Linked DNA regions of Sus scrofa: region 1 is linked to region 2. The links are chromatin contacts, called in public HiChIP or PLAC-seq maps. All regions are on one chromosome and are shown on one strand. Each heading gives the region's core, a stretch centred on a gene start, on an enhancer-like site or on the middle of the called end of the contact. The rest is flanking DNA. Distances are from core to core; before and after follow the strand shown.

What was found. HiChIP or PLAC-seq counts read pairs in DNA pulled down with a chosen protein or histone mark.
Region 1: a contact with region 2 is called in an H3K27ac HiChIP or PLAC-seq map of alveolar macrophages. The contact joins the promoter of CWF19L1 here to the promoter of CHUK in region 2. A contact is called at or near these places in 5 of 47 Hi-C or Micro-C datasets (heart right ventricle, liver and skeletal muscle) and 2 of 2 datasets of contacts at active chromatin or transcription factors (alveolar macrophages and skeletal muscle).

Annotation. Positions count from the first base shown.
Region 1 is chr14:111,387,206-111,391,388 of Sscrofa11.1, forward strand. CWF19L1 (CWF19-like protein 1) reads right to left here and starts at 1,704. Exons shown (of 14, transcript XM_001929531.7): 1 at 435-1,704. The coding sequence starts at 457. BLOC1S2 (biogenesis of lysosome-related organelles complex 1 subunit 2) reads right to left here. Exons shown (of 6, transcript XM_001929529.5): 6 at 3,878-4,183.
Region 2 is chr14:111,348,854-111,353,030 of Sscrofa11.1, forward strand. CHUK (conserved helix-loop-helix ubiquitous kinase) reads right to left here and starts at 2,816. Exons shown (of 18, transcript NM_001114279.1): 1 at 2,712-2,816. The coding sequence starts at 2,816.

The DNA.
Region 1 (4,183 bases), core at 454-2,953, 37 kb after region 2:
CTCTCCTCACCACCCCGTCAAAAAGCGCGCCAAGGCACAGGCCCTATTTCTCTCTCCTGTCCATCACGGCCCAGGGCCCTTCAATAAACCCCATGCCTACAATTTTTAGTTAATAAATATAGGGTGGGGAGAAATGATGAGGAAATGTCAGAGGCCAGGACGGCCTAACACGGAGGAGGCCTGACGCTGGGAGCTTCCGCCTATCCCAGCTAGGGCTGCCAAGAGTTCTTTTCGGAAGCGAAAATGGCCTGGAAAAGAGGCCGGCCCCGGCCAGGAAAAGACGCGATCGCATCTCACCAGCCAATGTCCGGATCCCACTCCTTCCCCTTTCCCTCCACCCTTTCCGTTCTGAGAAAAATCGGTAGAGACACACACACACACACACACACACACGCACACAGGCACACAGACGCTTCAGACTCAGGGACACTCACAGGCGCAGCGGTTTCTGAGCCATTCGCCCTAATAACCTGGTTACAACGACCTGCTTCAGCGAACGCACGCTCCTCCGGGAAATGAAATGCAGTCACACAGCAGTAAGCCGTCTGCACGCCCAGCCAATGAAAGCTCAGTTACCTACGGAGAGCGCAGAGGGACAGAAGCCTCTCTCAGGTCGTTTTGCCTCGAGGAGGAATCCACCAAAAGAGTGAAGGAGGAAGAGGGACTGACTAAAAGCATTCCGATTGTAACTTATTTTGGGGCAGTTGAAATTATTGAGCTGCTAAAAAGCTCCTGGCACAACAATGGCCCCAACCTAACCATGTTACTCTCGTGGGAAAGACAGACTTCTTCCACACGTGATCTTTGTAAGTTTCAAACTTAACAAAATGTCAAAAGAATAATGGCCATCGCCTGTATTCATAAGTGTCAACAAGTTGACAGATTTATTCTTCCCTCCCCGTTCTGTCCTTTGGAGTGCATAGCACTTTTATTGTCAGGGTCACTTGAAAGTAAATTGAAAACAGCAGGAGTATCTCAGCATGTATTACCTAAGAATAAGGACATCCTCTGACACAAAGGTAACACCATTAATACACCTAAAAAAATAAGCATTAGTTCAATAATATTCACCTAACACACATTTATATTTAAAAGTTCTTTTGTTCCCCCCAAATTTATTTTATACCTTTATTTGTTTTAAGATCCAATCAAATTTCTCACTAGGATTCTACTCTATCTTGTCTCTTTTAATCCACAGTAGCCGCCCCCTCACTCCGCCTCTAACTTTTTAGTTTGTTTTTCATGACATCGGCTTTTTCTGAGAATTCAGACCAATTGGTAGGTGACAACAGTTAAGGAGATGGAAACAAAGGAGAGTTCCTGACAATTGAGGGGCATGGAAGACTCACCATGGGCAGCCAAGCAATTAAAAATGAACTAAAATTTAAAATAAGTTCAGGGAGAACAAATTTCTGGTTTTCCTCACAACTACTACTATGCTTTTTTGGGAAAAATCAAGTTAACTCTCCCATAAATTCTGATGCCCCTGTACTGCTGGCATGCTAAAGATGTAATTTTTTCTACTTTGGGGGTAATATAGCACAGCCCAGGAGTGGAGATGAAAACTGAATCCTGAAGAAGACTAATAGCTTGTCAAACATGGGCAGGTAATAATTTCAGGAAGAGAAAATAACAGTAACATATGAAAACTCATCCATGGGATTGTTATATTTATTATTATTATTGTTATTATTATTTAGGGCCGCACTCGAGGCATATGGAGATTCCCAGGCTGGGGGTCAAATCGCAGCTACAGCTGCTGGCCTACACCATAGCCACAGCAATGCAGGATCTAAACAGCATCTGTGACCTACACCACAGCTTAACCCATTGAGCAAGGCCAGGGATCGAACACACAACCTCATGGTTCCTAGTCAGATTCGTTTCCACTGAGCCACGATGGGAATTCCAAAAATTTTAACATATATGGAATTCTGTGTTATCTTTACAATTTTCCAGCAAATCTAAATCTATTATAAAATAGAAAGTTTATGAAAAACAATTCATCCATGAGAATTTAAGTTTGTTCAAGATGGCTGAATACAGCATTAAGTGTCAGAGTAATACGAAATAATATTGCATGCATGCTAAGAAATCTGGCTTTAGGAAACATTCTTCTCAAGCGCACATGAAACAAGCAATCGTCATGCGTTAGGCTACAAGTCTTAATAAATTCAAGAAGACAGAAATTACATCAAGTATCTGTTCTGAGCACAATGGCATGAAACTAGCCTCTGGTAATAGGAGGAAAATTGGAAATTCACAAACTCGTGGAAATTAAATAACACTCTTGAACAACCAATGGGCAAACAAAAAAGAAAATCTTGAGACAAATGAAAATGGAAACATAACAAACCAAAATGTATGGATGAAGAAAGAGCAGTTGTAAAAGGAAAATATATAGCTATAAATGACTACATCAAGAAAAAAGAGATCTCAAACTAACCTAACGTTATACCTCAAGAAACTAGAAAAAGAATAAACTAAGCCCAAAGCTAGCAGAAGGGAGGAAATAATAAAGATTAGAACAGAAATAAATGAAATAGAGAACAATAGAAAAGTTTCATCAGAAACTAAGAATTGGCTTTGGAAAAGATAAAATTGACAAAGCTTTAGTTTAACTAACCAAGACACAGATAGGACTCAAATAAAATTATAAATTAAAGGAAGACCACAGAAATGCAAAGAATCATGAGACTATATGAGCAATTATCTGCCAACAAACTGGACAACCTGTAAGAAATGGATACATTCCTAGAAACACATAACCCACCAAGCCTGAGTCATGAAGAAATGGAAAATCTGAACAAATCAATAATGGGTGGAGTTCCCATTGTGGCTCAGTGGTAACAAACCCAACTAGTATCCATGAGAATGCAGGTTTGATCCCTGGCCTTGCTTGGTTGGTTAAGTATCCAGTGTTGCTGTGAGCTGTGGTGTAGGTCACAGATGCGGCTTGGATCCTGCATTGCTGTGGCTGTGGCACAGGCCAGCAGCTGCAACTCCAATTTGACCTCTGGTGGGAACTTCCATATGCCACAGGTGCGGCCCTAAAAAGAAAAAACAAAAAAAAAGAAAGAAAGAGGGAGTTCCCTTTGTGGCTCAGCAGGTTAAGAACCCAACTATTATCCATGAGGATGTAAACTCAATCCCAGCCTCCCTCAGTGGGTTAAGGATCTGGCATTACCACAGGCTGCAGTGTAGGTCATAGGTGTGGCTCAGCTCCTGCATTGTTGTGGCTATGGCGTAGGCCACAGCTGGAGCTCTGATTCAACCCCTAGCCTGGGAACTTCCATATGGCACAGGTGGTGCTGCAAATAAAAAAAGAAAGAAACAAAGGGAATTACAGTAGACTAGTCCATCCTCAGAAAAAAGAAAGCAATATGAAATATTTATTAAAATTATGGTTTCTAAGTTTTAAAAAAGTCTGGCTTTTTCAAAGAGGCCATCAGAAATCATGAAAAGATTCTTTTTTTTCTTATTTATTTATTCATCATGAAAGGATTCTAAGCGGTGGGAGTAATGTGGCCAGTTTACATTTTAGAAAGATAGGTCTGTCAGTGTGGACAGAGGGTTGGAAGGATAGTTATGATGAGAAAAGACCATAGCGACAGGCAGAGAAGCAGAGAATAAAGGATGGTGGGCTAGAACATAACTGGTAGGAAATGACAGAAACAAAGTTAAGAACTCTTTCAGAGATGGAATTGGGGACCTCGGGCACCTCCCTAACTGCTAACACCCAACTCTGGATATGGTTGCCTATCTTCCAAATTAGACTGGTCAGTCGGTATCCTCCATCCACTGACATCTTTAATCTGAAACGAAGCCAATCAGGTCCACAGGAGCTCCCCTGATTCTACAGACACAAGCAGGAAGATATTTTATAAAACCGTTTATTTAATGAGCAGCAGCCCAACTGGCAGCCCTACCTCCCCACCTAACACATACACACAAAAGGGAGCACATGTAAAGGTGTCATCCATCCCCAGGCAAAAGTGCAGAGAAGAGGCAGGGGGGGCCCACTGCATATACCAAGCTCTCACAACACTCCTTTCACTGTCCCTGCTCAGTCAAGATGACTTGGCCTGAAATTGTTTTAAGATTTTTCTGTTCTTTGCAACATTATGGAAAATTACCAACATTCACAAGGTGACAAACTGTTAAGAATAAGACTATTTTGGAA
Region 2 (4,177 bases), core at 1,566-4,065:
CCTTCATCATCTTTATATCTATAAAGGTTATCACATTGTACTTAAAAAGTGTTTCTGTGTATACTTTTCCCACTAGACCTGAAATGTCCTTGAGGGCAGAAAATACTGTTTTGTCAATTCTGATACCATTAGCACCCAGCACAGTAATCAGCTGAATAAAACATCTCACATCCTTTTCTCTTTCTCATTGTGATTTAATAAGTATAGGATGTATTAGGATGTGTTAGGATGTGGCTTCCACCAAAACACAAGGATGCTGAAAGCTGTAAATGCAAAGCTGTAAATGAGAAAGTAATGATGCTGCTTCCAAGTCTTACGATAGAGTATTTCTTCTCTTCTCACTACAAGTCCAGTTATCAAATGTGCCAGTTCTGAGGAAGGGCCACTACACACATTTGGGAAATTCCTGAGAAAGCTCTAAGATTCTAGAGGAACCCAAATCTATTTAAAAAGTGATAAATTCCATAGAGACAGAAAGTAGAATGGTGCTTGCCAGGGGCTGAGGGGAGGAGAAAATATAAGGTTATTGTTTAAAGGGTACAAAGTTTCAATTTAGGAAGATAAAAAGTTCTGGAAATAAATGGTGATGACTGTTGCACAACAATGTAAACAATGCCACTGAACTGTACACTTAAAAATGGTTTAAATGGTAAATGTTATGTTCTATATACTTTACCACAATTTGTTAAAAGACTGATGTATTCATCCATCCTCCACTAGAGACTAAGCAAAACACTCACACAAAGCATGCTAACATGCATACGTTTTTTCCTTATGTCCAAGGCTGATGTGCAGGTTTGGATAACAAAGCCACAGGCAACATTCTGTTGGAAGTACTTGGCTCCTCTTTACTCTCTGAGTATCCTATGGTGAAAATTATTCCATTTACTACTTGTCTGGCTGTCAAAGTATTTAATGACCTAGTCCTTCAGCCTCCTTTCTCTCTCACTCCAAAACTCCCTCCTATGCTCTATCTAGAAACCTGCTTCACAAAATTTCCCCAGTTATAAGAGTTACATTTGTCACTTTAACTGCCATACAAACAAGCCTAGTCCTTCCAGGTAGACCCCCATCTACCCTACCTCCCACCCTATACTGTATGCTCTCTCTCACACCCATATTCTTTAAGACAGCACATCATGATTTCTCCTCTTGAACCTACTTCTTAATTCACAGCCCAAAGTACACCGTTTCTGTAACATCTTAACTGTTTATCCTGTTCTATGTTCTCTTAACTGTTTATCCTGTTCTATATGTTCTCCCACACAGAACAAAAAATCTTTGAGATCACTACTTTTACCTTGACCTTCCCTTTTTGAATATCAATTAATGATGATGAATATGAAGACAAAGCAACAACACAGCAGCAGTAGGAGCTAACATGTGAGCTTACCATGGGCCAGGTATTCTATTTAACTTTATATACATTATTATCTTATTTAACTTTTGGAGTTCCCGTAGTGGCACAGCGGAAACAAATCCGAATAGGAACCATGAGGTTGCGGGTTCGATCCCTGGCCTCGCTCAGTGGATTAAGGATCCAGCATTGCCGTGAGCTGTGGTGTAGCTTGCAGAGGCAACTCAGATCCCACATTGCTGTGGCTCTGACTTAGGCCGGCAGTAACAGCTCTGATTAGACCCCTAGCCTGAGAACCTCCATATGCCATGGGTGCAGCCCTAAAAAGACAAAAAACAAAACAAAAAACAAACAAAAAAACCCTTTCAAACAGACCCATGATGTCTAATACATTATTATAACCATTTGGTGACAAAAAAAAAGCTATACTGCAGGGATTATTATTCCCAAGTCTACACATCTGTCGTAGTCCTTCAGGAGAGTCTATCAAAATCCTTCAGGAGAGCACAGACCCCCTTAAATGTCAATGCATAAGGTTGTGTGGATGTGCATCTGTGCATCCAGCTAAGGAAAGGTTTCATAGCTTTTATCGGTATATCAAAAGGTTAGCTCAAAAATGATTATTAGCTGCTGGTTAAACATTTTCAATGAAATCAAACTACAATTCCCAAGACTGATGTTAGCTGTCTTCCACCAGTTACAGCACCTCATCCCCAATCTATCTCCTTCCCTCGCGAAGCCATGATCATTTTCACCAGCTGATCCTCATAGGGTTCCCTACCCTGGAAAGCATCCCAATTCCAAAGCCTACCCAATGCGCCCCAAAACTTAACTGTGGACCCACCATGACACCACCCTTGTCTACTCCAGACCCTACTGACGCCACATGTTCTCCAAACACATACACGAACACACACATTCCAATAGGCAGCCCCTTCTTCCGCCCCATCTTCTTACCCTGTTGTGCCCACAATACACACCCTGATTGAGGTGTGTCTGCCTCACACACTCTACCTCTACATTCAGAGGGACACATACCCCCGTCACACTCAGAAAACTCTTTGTCAGATCTTGACAATCATAACAAAAGTTCCCCCAATAGCTCCTTCTCACACACACTGACCAAGACCTCAGACACAACCTCAAACTCAGTCACCGGATTCACAAACGCAATCTCTCCTCGCCCTCAAATCCTTTCTCTCCCTCTCCCTCTCTCTCACCCACACACACACAGGCTCAGTGGCCAACAATACTGCCCCAGGTATCAGCGGCAACCTCACATATTGACAGTCACCGTGTTCCACAGGCGCTCTGACAAACACCCACAGCCGCTCCCCCGCGAGCACCGCCTCACCCGATGTTGATACAAGCAGACGTTCCCGAAGCCGCCAGTGCCCAGCCGCTCCCGCATCTCCCAGGGCCCGCCCGCGCCCGGCCGCAGCCCCGGGGGCCGCTCCATGGGGCGGGAGGGCAAGCGGCCTTCGGTTCCGCCACAGTTCCAAGGCCGGTTCCGGGCAGCCGCGGATCGCGCGTCTTTCCTCTCGCGAGAGGCCTGCGTCACTTCCGTTAACTGCTGCCGGAAAAGCCCCGCCCCAAGTCCTCTGGGGACTGTTGGGACGCTGCCGGCGAAATGAGAGAGGAGTGCTTTCTACCCGCTGTAAATTCCCTGGACGTTTTTCTGGCGAGGGAACTCAGTTGTCTTTACAGTGTTCAAGAATATAAGACCTCTCCAAACCCTAGATTCCTTTTAAATCACTTTCCAAACCAGTCTCTCCCATATTCATCTTTCTAAACTTCCCATCGTCTCCACCCCTATTTACACTTAACCTCTCTTCAGACCTCTGCCATCTGCCCTCCAGCGTCAGCACCCGCTGAGCTGGCACTGGCAAAGCTACCAAGGATTTAAATATTGTGAAATCTGAAGAACTAGAAAGAATCCTGCACTAACAGGCCCACTGATGCACCAGGCTTCAGAGTTCTCCCCCCGCCCCCCACCTCCCAAAATGATTAATCATCTTCCTTCGACAGTCAGGCTCAGCTCTTCTTTTGCTTGACTTCCTATACATCGGTTCCAGGATCTCGCTTGTAACCCCAAACTCAAGGATGTGACACTGTTCTAGAGTAAAGAATGCTCCTCCTGACTTCGGAAGCTTTTCCCCAAATGCCTCACGGAGCTTGCTGTCAGGCACAGCTCCAGTTATGGGTTTGCCAGCAGGGTTGTTCCTCACTGTGGGGATTGTTTCTGATGCGCCAGGCGGGGATGCAGAGGCAAGCTTGGGGATGCTGTTAGTGCAACAAGAAGCGCTTCCAAATGGTAGGTGGCCTTAGAATAGCGGAACCATCTCGTTTTCGCTTTAAGTCTGTTCTAAGCTTCATGGAACTTACCAAGCTCAATTACTTCAAGTATAACATCAGCATGGAATCAAATTCTCTGAAAAAATATGTCAGCTGTGTTAAGCAGTCATTTGATCCTCCTGAGATTATGTGCACCTGAATCATCATTTGTGTACCCCGGTCTATGACTACTTAGAATTCCAGCTAACAATTGTGACACATGACTGTGCAGCAACAGACATAGCATGTTGAGACTTACAAAGGTGGATGCAGCATGTGCACCACAGCACTGCTGCCGGGTGCTTTGAAAGCTCTGGCTGGGCTTTGACAGCATATGTCCACTATCCCCAGAATCCCTAACTACTGCAAACAGAATGTTGAAATCTGTATGATACAAACCATGTTGTACTATAGGTCATAAGTAATCTGTGTGTGTTGTAGTTTCCCACATGTGCTAGGTAGCCATGGAACTGGAGCATCAGACTT